3 separate regions of the Mus musculus genome follow, and regions 1 and 2 are each linked to region 3. A link is a contact called in public HiChIP or PLAC-seq data. All regions are on one chromosome and are shown on one strand. Each heading gives the region's core, a stretch centred on a gene start, on an enhancer-like site or on the middle of the called end of the contact. The rest is flanking DNA. Distances are from core to core; before and after follow the strand shown. Region 1 overlaps Itpr2 (inositol 1,4,5-triphosphate receptor 2). Region 2 overlaps Itpr2 (inositol 1,4,5-triphosphate receptor 2). Region 3 has its middle 8.7 kb from the start of Gm32675.

Region 1 (4,433 bases), core at 1,521-4,020, 280 kb after region 3:
GGTTGTGTGGCTGTAGACATGGCTCAGAATTAAGAACACTTGCTGCTAGCTCTTCCAGAAGACTCTGGTTCAATTCCCAGCAATGGTGGCTCACAACTGTGTGTGACTCTAAACCTAGGGAATCCAATACCCTCTTCTAGCCTCCACAGGCACCAGGTATGCACATGGTGTATAGACATTCACACAGGCAAAACACCTGCACAAAGAAAGAAAGAAAGAAAGAAAGAAAGAAAGAAAGAAAGAAAGAAAGAAAGAGGAAGGAAGGAAGGAAGGAAGGAAGGAAGGAAGGAAGGAAGGAAGATAATTTTTAAAATATTGGAAAGAGAGAGTTCATCTTCTTCCTCATCAAAATAGGTTACTGACTTACATTTGACACTGGTTTATGGGTACTCTACCTAGCAAAAGCAAGCCATCTGCCTTGACTCCGCAGCTTTCCATGAGGAATACAGAGAGTTTCTTTAGCATTCCAGTGTTTGTGATGACTCTCGGGTCTCCATTAAAACACAAAATCTACAAATGTGTGGGGCAGCCCTACCCTGACACACTGTGTTTTGCAACAATCAATCAATACTTGTTTATCAAGTAGACAAAATATGCTCTGGGGACTTCATAGTGAACAAGTGGCTAAATATTTATTAACACTCAGGTTGTGCAGCTATACCTGGCTTTCTACAGGAGATCTGGGCATCCAAACTCTGTGAGCCATCAGGTTAGTTCCAATCTGATGAGTCATGCTTTGGGGAAACAGATAAACAAACAACAACAACACAACCTCTCCTCCTCCTCCTCCAACAACAACAACAAACAACAACATAACCTCTTTGTCACTCTAGAGACAGGTCTAACATTTTTCAAAGCTAGTCTCAGTGGAGTGTGGTAACTCATGCCTGTATCTAAACACATGGCAAGCTGAAGCAGGAGGATTGCTCTGAGTTCAACACCAGGCTGAGCTACAAAGTGAATTTTAGGCCAACCTGGGTTACTCAGTGAAACCCTGTCTCTCAAACAAACAAGTAACTGTAATAAAAAGCAAAAGCAATATAAATCACTAAAGCCAATCCTTAGCCATCAGGTGGGAATCTTTTTCTTTAATGTTTTGCATATTTCTATTAATTTCACATAATAAGCATATCTTATATTTACTGGGATGATGTCTTTAGAAATTCCTCTATACTTTTGAAGATCTCAGAAGTAAGAAGTTGGTCCTTTATAAAAGAAAATTCAATGTCAGTCATCTTGGAACTCAGCTTGGTCTCATGATGATTTGTCTGTGGCTTCCTGTCCAGCATGGCTGCTTCTTACTCTAGGCTCTCCCCAACCCTCTGCTTCCTGGGCAGGCTCATTAGACTCCTGCTTCCTACACCCAGGTCCAGATCAAGTCAACATCCATCCATAAATCCACTGGTCATCATTGGTCTTGCGTCTTTCTCATCTCTTGGTCCTTTAACTAGACCTTGAGATCTCTGAGGTAAAACAGCTTTACTAATCTTAGGGTCTCTCAGCCTAGCATTATGCCGACTGCACAGTGGTACCCAACAACACTTGTGAAACTGAGGGAGTTGAAATCACCTTGAAGAACCTTATTTTCCTCAGCAAACATGCTTGTGAGGAAGAAGTACATTCAAAATGTGGGGAGGAAAGAAGAACTCCCTCTAGGTTTAAAAATCTTGTTTATCTTGGGATTAAAAAAAAAAAAAACACTGACTACTTTGCCAGGACAATTCAGTTGGCATGGCCGGAACCATCCCTAGCATAAACAAATTCCACAGAAGCCTAGCAGTTAAAGCTCCAGTAGACGTGGATGGTGTCTCTCAGGGTGGTCATCTGAGCAACATCTCCCCTGAAACATCTTCCTTGAGTCACTGCACACCATCCTCATGATTGAAGGATGTTGTTCTCCAACATGGTAACCCACGTGTGTACGAGACAGTTGAGCCTGAGTTGCTTCCGAGAGCATGGTTGACACCTCACCATTCACTATGTCTGGAGGAGGAAAGCAACCTGCCTCTGCTGGCCCCTTGCCATGATGGCTCGGTGACTCTGAAGCAGATTGTAGTAGGGGTGGACAGTACAGCCCACGTTAACAGACGTCTGTCTGACCTGAATTTGCTGGGTGCTTTCACGATTGCCTTCCCTGGGTATCACTCACGATTGTTGAGTGGTTTCTCTGTTTTACAGTTACTCCTCTCCCCATTGTTACTGCTTAAGAATATCACGGGCAGATTCTTAAAGTACAACGCTCTTGTGTTTTTTCTTCATAGTCACCCCTTGTTTTGAGCATTCATTGAGTATTATGACTAGCCAAACGGTGACATACAATTTCTATCACTCTTCAACTTTCTTAACTGGGACAGTAGCAAAAAGAACATCATCTTTTCCCTATTCATACAGACCCCAGGTTGGTTTTATTCTATGCTTTATAGTATACGACTGTCGATCTTTTTTTTTTCAAAACGTTCTCAGATCTGTCTGCTGAAGTCCTTTCCAGTTGGAGCCTATCGTGTTGTCTGCCCCCATCACTCCAAGGCACTTACTAGGAGAACTTTGATTTACATTCGCCCTGTCTTTACACAGTTTTGAATTAAGCCTAAAGAACAGGTGCTTAGCCTGTTTGAAAAACTCCAGCATCAAGAACTGTCACCAGCACACAGCAGTTTTCTTCTGCACAATGTGGCCACGCATATCTGCCCACTCTGCCCATATATGCAGTGTGTGGTCAAGACTTAGAGGTTGTGGTGACTTTGATCAAGACTTTAACCTTAGTCATAAAGTTGTCATGAGCTGACTCACACAGACTGTAGTCATGTGACTCAGACTCATCATGGGGTTTTATGGTGCCCTATGTGTATGCTCTGCCTTCCCTAAGAAGCACCCACACTCTGGCATCCTAGGACTGAGCCTCCATCTTGCTACTATTATTGACTCAAAAATCTTTTTCAAGAGTGATGTTTACACTTGTTCCCAGTAACCAGGCTCTACATGGCCTAGGGATCTGTGTCTTCCAGCCTCATGTTTGTTATATCTGCTTCTTTTAGGGGCTGAAGGTCTTCACTGGGTTTTCATGGCTCTGTATGTCAAATGAAAGGTTGATATTAGATGATGTCCAGGTCTGTCTCCATCTTAAAGACTGTATTTCTCTTTACTGGGGCTCTGCCATGTAACCTCAGTGGTCTGAGCACAGGAGATAGTAACTGATCATTTTGTGATGGGTTCTTACCCTCAAGATCTGTGATCCTCTGTACTAAGAGCTCATCACCAAAGTAAGACCAGATCAAGGGGAGAGAAAGGCATCCCCACTTCTGCCCACATGATGGATGCATGCATTCGTTGCCGTTCTCCTGCTATGCAGTGACTTGCCTGCTCTACTGTTCACAATTCCCCCATCCCTGCTGTGCACTCAGAAACACAACAAGCTCAACTATGCCAGCTCAAACTGCAGCTAAGATGAAGGCTTTGATGCCCATGGGATCTGACAAAGACTGGAAAACGGTCAGTTGTTCTTGGGCTCCCATCTCTCCTCATTGTCTCCAGTTCCTCTGAGATTTGCTTACATAGCTGTTGCTGTTATGGTACCATCTCTCATGTCTCCCTCAGGATGGCAGTGACAGTATTCACCTTCTAACAACCACTCTTGGTCCAACAGTCAGGAACTGCTAATGCTCTGCTGACAGCATCTCACCAACCCTATGTGCCCCAGGGTCACTCCAAAGCTATTATTTGCTTATTTCTCTCATGTTTGCCTCCCACCCATTCTTCTACCCATTCCAAAGTTACTCTCCAGGTTGTACCTCATACCTGTAACAGATTGTTCTCAAGCAATTTGCTAAACCTGAACAATATTCAAAAACCCCACCCAATTCTTATGGAATTTCATGCTTCACTTCAAATTCCTGTCTTTGCTTTTGTAAAAGCTCATGCACTACCAGATTAATGATACCAATTTCATAGTCAATATCCTTCATTGTCCACCATTTCAGTATATTGTAGGCTGTGTGTTTCTAAGGATGAGATTATTAGTGTTATAAATGTACAGTATTATAGAATCAAAACATGTATTTTGTGGGTATGCTTACTACAAAACACCCAGACAAGACAGAAAGTAAAATATAATTGTGATCCTTTCATCAAAATACTTGCGCATCAGGCTCTCACTTACATAACTGCGATAACGCAGAATAAAGTATGTTTGATCACTCTAATTATGTGGAAGCAACATAATCCCCCCAGTAGTTACACATTCATGAAATTTCTGTAAAACAACATTTCTACTGGCCACGGTTTTCAGTCTACTCTACTTACTACCTCTACACTCTCAATGAATACAGAAAAAATATTCATTGAGAACTAAGCTTCTTTGTTTTGAAGCTCTAGAGACTTAAGGAATGCAATTTGAGAATTTTTTTGTGATTTTTTTTCCCCAGGCATCCATCTTT
Region 2 (4,286 bases), core at 1,534-4,033, 370 kb after region 3:
ATAACAAGCTGCCCTTCCATCACCAGCTCATTAACAAAGTTATACTGAGAGTCTCGATTGCAGACCTGGAGGCTAGCTAGCCTTTTTATAGCACATGCCATTCAGCTATTAAAGAACACCAGCACTGTGTTAGCCGCAGAATAGCTTATGATTGTCTTGACTAGAGATATTTTCTACTATGCTTTTGCCAAGAAACAACAAGGATAAGTTATGTGTAGTTTGGTTAAATATATAAGATGAGCGGCATAAGCACATGTGCACACACACGCACACTCATGCTGTATATGTGTGTGTGTGTGTGCATACCTGCATTGGAGGCCTAACAGCATGGTCTTTGCATATAACGTACATATATTCACTGGTAAACTTGAAATTGTCTCTGAGTTATTATTGTGTGTGTGTGTGTGTGTGTGTGTGTGTATGCGTGTATGTGAGCACACATGTGTATACAGGAACATGCAGAAGTCAGAAAAAGAGTTGGATCCCCTGGAATTAGAGTTAAAGGCAGTTGTGAGCCTCCATGTGGGTGCTGGGAACTAAACCACAGTCCTCTGCAAAAACAAGTACTCTTAACCAGTGACCCATCTCTCCAATCCCTATTCTACATTCTTTATGGAATAAAAAATAATAAAAAAAAGTACTATTTGGTTCAATTTTTCTTTTAAATGTTTTCACTCTGTAGAACCCACAGGAGGGCCAAACATATCCATCCACATCAGAAGCACAGCATAAATAGAGGTGTGGAGATGCTGTCCCTGAAGGTGAGAATATTAGACAGGAAGTAGACATGAGTCTCACATCACAGCCACCTAGGGAGCATCGCTGGGGCTGGGGAGTTGTCTAGGCAGCTAGTGTGTGCTCTATGCAAGTGTAAGGGCTGGAGTTTGGATTCCTAGACTCTTTCGGGAAGACAAGTGTGGCAGGTGAGCTGTAACTACAACCTCAGAAGGCAGAGGGGACCCCCAGGACAAGCTGAGAGACACTAGCCTTTTCGGGAGAGCTCCGGGTCTGGCTGAGAAACCTGTGTCTGGTATGAAAGAGCAGCTGGGATGATTCCTGATATCAACCTCCAGCCTCCGCATGCACCCATGCAAGCCTGAGTCCACCACACACATGCAAACATGCATATACACACATGTGCACCAGACACATGCACATGAATATTAGATAAATTAAATCAAAAGCAGACCTCCTGGGACCCGCATCCCAAGGATAATTAATCAGCATTGCCCTAAATTGCAGCCGTGGGTGTGAACCGCTCGCACACTGTTGGTGTGGACCACTTGCACAGACATGTGAAACACTCAATGGTCTGTTTGAAACCCATATCCCATCACCACTAGCAGCCTAACCCTGCCCTGCTACCCTTTGGTCCAGTGGAACGATCATGCCTCCTACAAACATGCATTCTGCTGACAGGAAAGTAAATCACACACGTGTGTCGAATGTCCCGCCTAAGTCAGATCATCTATGAAAGAGCTGATTGTTATAATCTCATTTTGAGTGTGTTAGAAAACAACACGCAGAATCCACATATGTACGATAAGGTTGGAATAAAAATGGGGATTTCAACAAACTCCCATCCGGAGGTTTTAACGAATAAGAGAAAAATAAAAAGACCTTTTGCAAGAGGGAAAAAAATGAACAACATTGGTTTTGTTACAGTTTAAGAGGAACCTACCCAAAATCACAGAACTGAACAGCTAATCCCTGTTGACACAGCAGAGTGGACTGAGTCTGGGCTTCAGGGCCTTTGATTTCTACTCACAGCCATTAGCATCGGTCTGACTGCTGAAATCCTGCAGGCAGGAAGCCAGAGGCGGTCAGGAGAGCTGAGCCCAAGTTGGCTGTATTCTGGGTTCTCTGTGAGGCCCCAGGGAAGATAAATGAACCCTCAGCCTCTCTCCCTACACCGACCGACCGCTGCCTTCCTGCAGACTCCAGATCTCCTTCTGAGAGATGCAATCTGAAGTCTCAGCCATATAATAAGGGTGAATTTCTGACTGGTCCCAATTCCACAACTCTCACAAAGAAAGTAAAATCTGCCCAAAGTTTCTAACTTCAGATAACCTTCTAGGTTATCTGAAGAGCCGGAAAGATGGCCCCACAAGGACAAAGGCCCCAAGGGTCTGGCACCCTCCACGGCCCATGTGGATACCTGCATATGCAGATGCACATACACAAACAAAGATAAAATAAAAATCTTTTAAAAAGAAAAGTCCACTTGAACTCATAATTTAATTTTTTCTCACTAATGTTCCTTAAAATTTGCAAATTTCCTTTTTCCTTCATAGACCACGCATTGGGGGAAAATACTGGTTGCTACCTACACAAATTCCCAAAAATAATGTCCAGTATGTTACTTTTGTAGTAGTAGTAGGAATAGTTGTTGTTGTTGTTGCATTAATTGCTGAATCATCATAAAAATATTTTTAAGTGATGTGGGACAAGTTTTTCTAGTGAGGAGGACTGAGTTGCTTCCCTCCACTTCATTATTTGTCCGTATTACATAATACTTAATTTTCTCTCTTCAGGAGCATAATGAGATACAGACAGACAGACAGCAAATGTCCTTGCTGGAATTAGTGTGCACACTCATCAGTTATGTGCAGCCGATCAACATCTGCTTTCTAGTACAGAGCGGCCAAAGCTTCTCTCACGCAGACTCACGGATCCTTCAGAGCAACTGAATTTCAGGCAATGGCATTGCACAGCACGTGACTTGTCTCCAGTGAAGCACAGCGCCAGACACTGCAGGAGTTACATAACCACAGGCTGCTGCTGGCAGAGCCGCCTCAGTGGCTCAGCCGTCCGTGTCTCCTCCAACCACACCCTGCAGCTCTGATATGCAGTGTACACATGTGTTGTCATGTGCCTGGGGACTTTCTTGGCAGTGAACACAAGACACGGTTTCCTGCCTACCAGTAGGGAGAGGTCTTTTTTAAAAGTGATCACACTGTATACAGATCATATCAGGACAGAAGTCACCACAAGCCACAGCAAAAGCAGGTGTCAAATGTACACTGTACAACTCTCCCCCTGCCCTTTCAAATAAACTTTTAGATTGTGGCTACATTGGGATAATTTATTTAAGATGTTATAGTAAGTATAACCAATTGTCAATCATAAGTGTTTCTCCAAATGTGAGCCCCAAGGAACAACTAACTCCAGACACACATGGTTTGTTCCCAGCGCTTGGACAGAACACGCACTATCATGAGATATCATGAGTATATCTAGTTTCCTGGTGATGCTACTCTGTTAACGCTGAGCTCACATGAGTGTGGTGAATGTGACTGAGCATCTACGCACCCCCAGGCCTTCTCTTATGCTAATGCTGGGCCCTAGTGAAAAAGCACTGAATGCCAAATGGACACCTATCCTTTTCTGTATTCGAATTCTCATTCTAAAAAAAAAGTCTATCTACATACAAAGATCCTGAACCCAGGTATAAAGCAATCAATGTGTGCCTGCTATTTTCAAAAACAAGAGCTTGGCAGGCAACCTGCGATGGTATGAACTTGACACATGAAGAGAAAGCAGAGACTACCCACAAACACACAGAAGAAGTGACAAACATGTGTTTTTCAGGATTCCAAGATGCACCTATGTCTTTATTAAATACCAAAGTAATACCGAAGGAAGCGATTTAATATTACAGTAGCTAAAATTAAACAGGGGAAGAGTTGTTTAAAATAACACCAATGACTAGAATTCTGAATAAAACCTGAACTAGATTTAGGTAGAAACAGTTTTGATCTCACCTGGCTTGAATATTTAAAATTATATAGTGAGAATTCAAAGTATCAATGAGAAGAAATGAAAACATTTATATAATTTAAAGGTTTGTACTCAGCTACTCCAAGAGACATCATTTATGGAACAGTGACGCCTACTGGTAACTTGTGATATTGCATCTCAATTGTAGCCCTGCTCTATGGTCTGCCCACTGACATCTAAGGAGGCAGGGAGGCCATATACACAGGTGTTGAAGTTGGAGCAACCAAAATATGTTATAGACACTCAGAAGTATGTCACAAATAATGCTATTAGTTTGTGCAAATAATTTATGCTTAAAAAATGAATCCAGGCCTGACAAGATAGGCAAGTAAGCCTGGTTCAAACCTAAGCTTAATCCAGCCTCACTCACAAAGTTGTCCTCCTCCACAGCACCCACTATAGTAAGTGATTTTCAAAAGATTTCAATGTAAATATTGCTACCAGGAGGTGAGCCATGAAGACAGGGACCAGCAAGAGAGCAGCATCCTCAAGTCCCTATGGCCTGC
Region 3 (4,835 bases), core at 1,846-4,345:
GCACAGTAGAGGTGATAGTTCAATTTCAATCCTGCATAAATATCATATATTTTATTAAAAAAAATTTAGTGTCTTAACCACTTGCTGGCTTCTTCCTGAGGTGAGCTTCTGTCTCCTGCGCAGATGGACACTGTGTTCCTTTCTCTTTGAAGATAGTTTATCGGGATTTAAAGCTTTCCATGTGGAAGAAAACGCTGTGCTATCATGACCTGGAGTAAAGTCCTCTTAAAATGGCACTCACACTCCAGGTGAGATTCCCAACACTACCTGGAAATCTTTTTAATGAGTAAGCTTAAGAGATGAGAAATAGCCAAAAACAGGTATGTAAACCAGAAGAAATTATTCAGAAATCTGGAAAAAAGGCAAATGAAAAAATCCAAAGAGCAAGGAAGGAAACAGAAGTGGGAAGAGCAGCCGACAGCCATTTGCAGGGTCGACGGATTTGACCCCAGGCCCAACAGTCTCTATTGTAACAACTCAAGTCTTCTGATGTAGCTCAAAAGAGCCAAAAACAGATCTAAAAAAGGATGTGTGTGTGTGTGTGTGTGTGTGTGTGTGCGCGTGCGTGCGTGCGTGTGTGTGTGTGTGTGTGTGATGACTTTGTATTTTTTTTCTCTGCTGTGGTTTCAAATCCAAATCAATAAACAAGTAAATAGCAAATCTTAGATCCAAGGCGACAAAAGGTGGATAGGTTCTGTGTTAGAAGGCAGGAAATGTGTCGACTGTAACTGTACAACCGGAATCATATGGATAGTGTGGATTAGCAGAGGGCTGGAGCCTGACTCCACCAATCCCGGCCATGATGGATAAGGAGGAAGAAGGCCCTGGCTAGAGAGCACAGGCAGGCCGTGGGGTAGGCATGGCAGATGGACCTCAGGAGGCAGGGCTGGGAGCTCTGGGACTGAGCCCTGGGTTTGGGGAAGAGCAGACAGAGGGACTTTAGAAAGCAGCAGGGAACCCCAAGCCTCACTCTGTACTAACTCACTCGCTCAGACAAGAGTATACCTAGACCTAGAAACAATGGTGGTAACATCAGTGAACTGGATTAAACAGGACAGAACCACCAAGCAATCGGGCCAGAAGCAGGCCCAGGGAGGGAGCATCAGTTTCTGGCCTCTGGACAGATGGATGTGCGGCTCAGGTCAGGATCCCACAGAGCAGCTAGTGCTGAGTATGGGTGGCACCCAGCCATGTTCCTTTCGCTTCTGTCCTAGATCGGCTAAGAAACTGCATAGGTGATTTGTTTCAAGGCAAAGGCTCATCAGAACCAGGAGAGTTATTATGAGCTGAGGCCAGTCATTATAGTGAGTTCAAGGCTAGCCTGGGCTAGCTATAGAGAGACACTATCTCAAAAAAGAAAAAGCCAAGCAGAAAAAGAAAGAAGAAAAAAAGAAAAAAGCCAAAAGCCACCTCTGAAACGGTCTGGGGAATACTGAAGAAGAGATTGGGGAATCATGGTCCCTGTGGCACTGTCTGCCCCTAAGGGTGTAGAACCAGATCTCTTCCAGAGCCTTGAGGGCCAGCAGCTGGAAGCTGAAGCAGACCCACCCTAGCCTGGGGGTAGGGGGAGTCCTTATTACAGGGTGTGATTCAGGCTGCAGAGGACAGTAAAGGGACAGTCCCTTTTGAAAGAAAAAGAGCCAACACCTTAGGGTGCACCCTGGATAGTTCGTGATCCTCAATATTGGATCATGAGAAATGTAGGATCCTGGAGAGAGGACTCTGGTTAGGAGCCCTCCCTGCTCTTGCAGAGAATGGGAGTTCGTTTCTCAGCACCCGTGTCAAGCAGTAACTCTCCGGGGTATTTGATTTCTTTTTCTGGCTTCCTTAGGCATTTGCTCGTGTCTGTCTGTCTGTTCATCTGTTTCATACCCCCTCCCCCCTACGGGAACACATATACACCAATGAAATATAAAAACAAATCTTTTTTTAAAAAGAGGAAAACTGGGAAAATAATGTCCTTTGGTTTTTAAAATAAAAAATGGGCACCTACTTTATATTCTTCCTCTGCCCTTGTCCCCACCCACAATGGTCTTTTACTTTCAAATAAGCTTAGTGAAGTCAGCCCACACCTCCCACAGGCTGAGTAGTAACTAGAGCAAACACACAAAACCCACTGTGGTAGGTCACAGAAGAGCTTCGCCTCCAGCCTAGAGAAACCAAACCGTCAAAGCAGACCACTCACCAAAGGCTGTCAGTTGATTTGAAAAACAGTGCAAGAAGCACCATTTACCATCTGTAACACACACACGCACACACACACACACACATATACATACATATACATGCACACATGTATATACACACATATACACATACACACATATATATACATACATATACACATACATATACATAAACACATGTATACACATATACACACATATATATACACACACACATATATACAGACATAGACACATGCACACATATGCACACACATAAACACATAAACATGAACATATATACACATACACAATATACATACACATGCATACACACATATACACACATATGTACATACATACATACATACACACATTTGTACGTGTTTCTTTATTGGGAGAGCTTGTCTGGTAGCTCCAGGATCACTTTATTCCTGTTATAACACATAGTCCCCTGTCCCCTAAGAAAGCACTCTCATGTTCAAGTTTTCACCTTTCTTACTCTCATCTCTAGCCCTCATTCTCTCTCTCCCTTCCCCCTGTCTCCAGGTAGCCATGGCCAGCCTCTCTCTCTCTCTTTCCCCCTGCTTTCTACAATAAAGCTCTAAACCCATAAGAGAGAGAGAGAGAGAGAGAGAGAGAGACAGAGCAAGCAAGCACTCTCACTGTCCCCATGTCCCCATTACTGGAGTCACTTCAACCTAGAGCTTTGGCAGTAACCTCACAAAGACCTTTGCTGCCTTCAGCCTGATCCTCACCCAACAGCCTGGGTAGGAAGTGAGATTCTATCTCCCTCTTGTCCAGCAGTCCCTGATGATTTCCTAACAGAACAACTCAGTGTCAGGAAGATCTGCCCAGGACTCCTGGGACTTTCTACCTCACTGACCTCCAGCCTCATCAGCTTCCCGCCCTGCTGCCTTTCAGCCACATGAGTCACCGCCCTGCTATTCCTGACCACATCTGTCCCTGGTCCCCAGGGACTGGCCTTAGCGCCTCTGCCTGGAGCTGTCTCCAGAGGTGACAGCCTCTGGCTTACTCCATGGCTTCTTGGATCTTTGCTTAAGTCTTTACAGTCTGTGGCCTGGCCTGTCATTCTGAGCCTCCTGACTCTCTGTTCCAGGCAGTGTTTTCTTTCCTCTCTGGATAGTTATCCTCCCTTGACATAATTACAATTAATTCCTATATTATATCTATTGCTTACTGTTAGCCCTCCTAAACCTATGCCCCCAAAGCCAATGGTTTGACTCAAGTGCTTACAACAGTATCAGCCTAGCACACTGTGGGCCTCTGGCCCACGCTCTCTGATCAAGGAGGGAACGTGTGAACACTTTCAGTATCTGTTCCTTCATCTAGGTACCTATGTGGATCTGTGCAGTGCACTGCCGGCTGCTCCTCTCTGTTGCCCCTAGTAGCTGTCCTTCAGGGACCTGTGACCATTTCATTTGGTCACGTTGTTTATAAATAATATCAAAGTCCTTTTCATCCACCCATGGAATCATAATTTGTTTGTACATCCTAAACAACCCAGTCTGCACATACAGCTGCTTCAGTGTCAGAAGCTTATCCAGGAGAGTCCAACATTCTCTTCTGGCATCTGCAGGTACCTGCACTTGTATGCAAAACCTACACACACACACACACACACACACACACACACACATACACACACACTAACACACACACCTATCCCTCCTTACCTACACACATACACATATACATACACCCCTACACACATACACACACTAACACACACACCTATCCCTCCTCACTTATACACACACACACACACACACACCCTTACACATATAAACACACTAACACACGCCTGTCACACACATGCCTATACACATACACACATAACACACATACCTACCTCCACCTCACCTATACACACACACCTATACACATGCACATACTAATATACATACTGCTTATACACATAACACACTAACATATACCTATACACACCTACATACATACATGCCTATACACTTCTATACACCATACACCTACATAGACACACACACCTACACACACATCCTCCTACACACATGTACACACATAGACCTACACACACATTTAGACACACTTATACACACATTCTTACATACACATACACACTACATACACGTAAGCCTACATACACACACTACATACATACAGGCCTACACACATACCTATACACATATTTATACAGAGATATATGCATACATACCCATACACACACACACACACACACACACACACACACACACACACACACACACACACACAAATATATAAAATGTTAAAAATAAATCCTTTAGAAAGTCAAAGCTACCGGGGTGTTGTTATACACACCTTTAATCCTAGCACTTAGAAGGCAGAAGCAGGTGGATCTTTGTGAGTTTGAGGCCAGCCTGGTCTACATAGTGAGTTCCAGGACAGCCAAGGCTACTTAGACCTGTATCCCCCACTACCCCCAGGCTATTTTAAAGTTTACCCATTTTCTTTATGATATTATATCTCCATTTGATAAAAGTCAGCCACGCATTTACTGAGCCCACATTTACTATTCTCTTTTACTTGTGAAGCTACAGGCAAGCAATGCCTCCACCCCGCCCCTGCCAGACCTCCCTTTACAGACTAGGTTCTGTAGACTACTCTACCCATGATGACTCTCAGCAGAAG

Evidence for each region. HiChIP or PLAC-seq counts read pairs in DNA pulled down with a chosen protein or histone mark.
Region 1: a FOXA1 HiChIP or PLAC-seq map of pancreatic cancer cells shows a contact between it and region 3. The contact joins two enhancer-like sites. A contact is called at or near these places in 1 of 39 promoter capture datasets (cranial neural crest), 1 of 484 Hi-C or Micro-C datasets (bone marrow-derived macrophages) and 1 of 115 datasets of contacts at active chromatin or transcription factors (pancreatic cancer cells).
Region 2: a contact with region 3 is called in a RAD21 HiChIP or PLAC-seq map of pro-B cells, with 6 times the contacts expected there. The contact joins two enhancer-like sites. A contact is called at or near these places in 2 of 15 datasets of contacts at CTCF or cohesin (large pre-B cells and pro-B cells), 1 of 484 Hi-C or Micro-C datasets (bone marrow-derived macrophages) and 1 of 115 datasets of contacts at active chromatin or transcription factors (pancreatic cancer cells).

The regions. Positions count from the first base shown.
Region 1 is chr6:146,182,986-146,187,418 of GRCm38.p6, forward strand. All of the region lies in intron 48 of Itpr2 (inositol 1,4,5-triphosphate receptor 2), which reads right to left. It overlaps Gm35768 (a long non-coding RNA gene), which reads left to right. Exons shown (of 5, transcript XR_003956373.1): 5 at 4,422-4,433. Among named protein-coding and RNA genes, the nearest start is that of Gm35707, 12 kb to the right of the region's middle. Within about 2 kb of position 2,771, at least 44 of the 459 cell types and tissues checked have an H3K27ac peak or open chromatin away from gene starts, as enhancers often do. A contact at or near this core is called in pancreatic cancer cells, where this site is marked.
Region 2 is chr6:146,268,543-146,272,828 of GRCm38.p6, forward strand. The region is part of intron 37 of Itpr2 (inositol 1,4,5-triphosphate receptor 2); the gene reads right to left. Among named protein-coding and RNA genes, the nearest start is that of Gm35596, 51 kb to the left of the region's middle. Within about 2 kb of position 2,784, at least 182 of the 459 cell types and tissues checked have an H3K27ac peak or open chromatin away from gene starts, as enhancers often do. A contact at or near this core is called in pancreatic cancer cells and pro-B cells, where this site is marked.
Region 3 is chr6:145,903,201-145,908,035 of GRCm38.p6, forward strand. No RefSeq gene overlaps it. Among named protein-coding and RNA genes, the nearest start is that of Gm32675, 8.7 kb to the right of the region's middle. Within about 2 kb of position 3,096, at least 74 of the 459 cell types and tissues checked have an H3K27ac peak or open chromatin away from gene starts, as enhancers often do. A contact at or near this core is called in pancreatic cancer cells and pro-B cells, where this site is marked.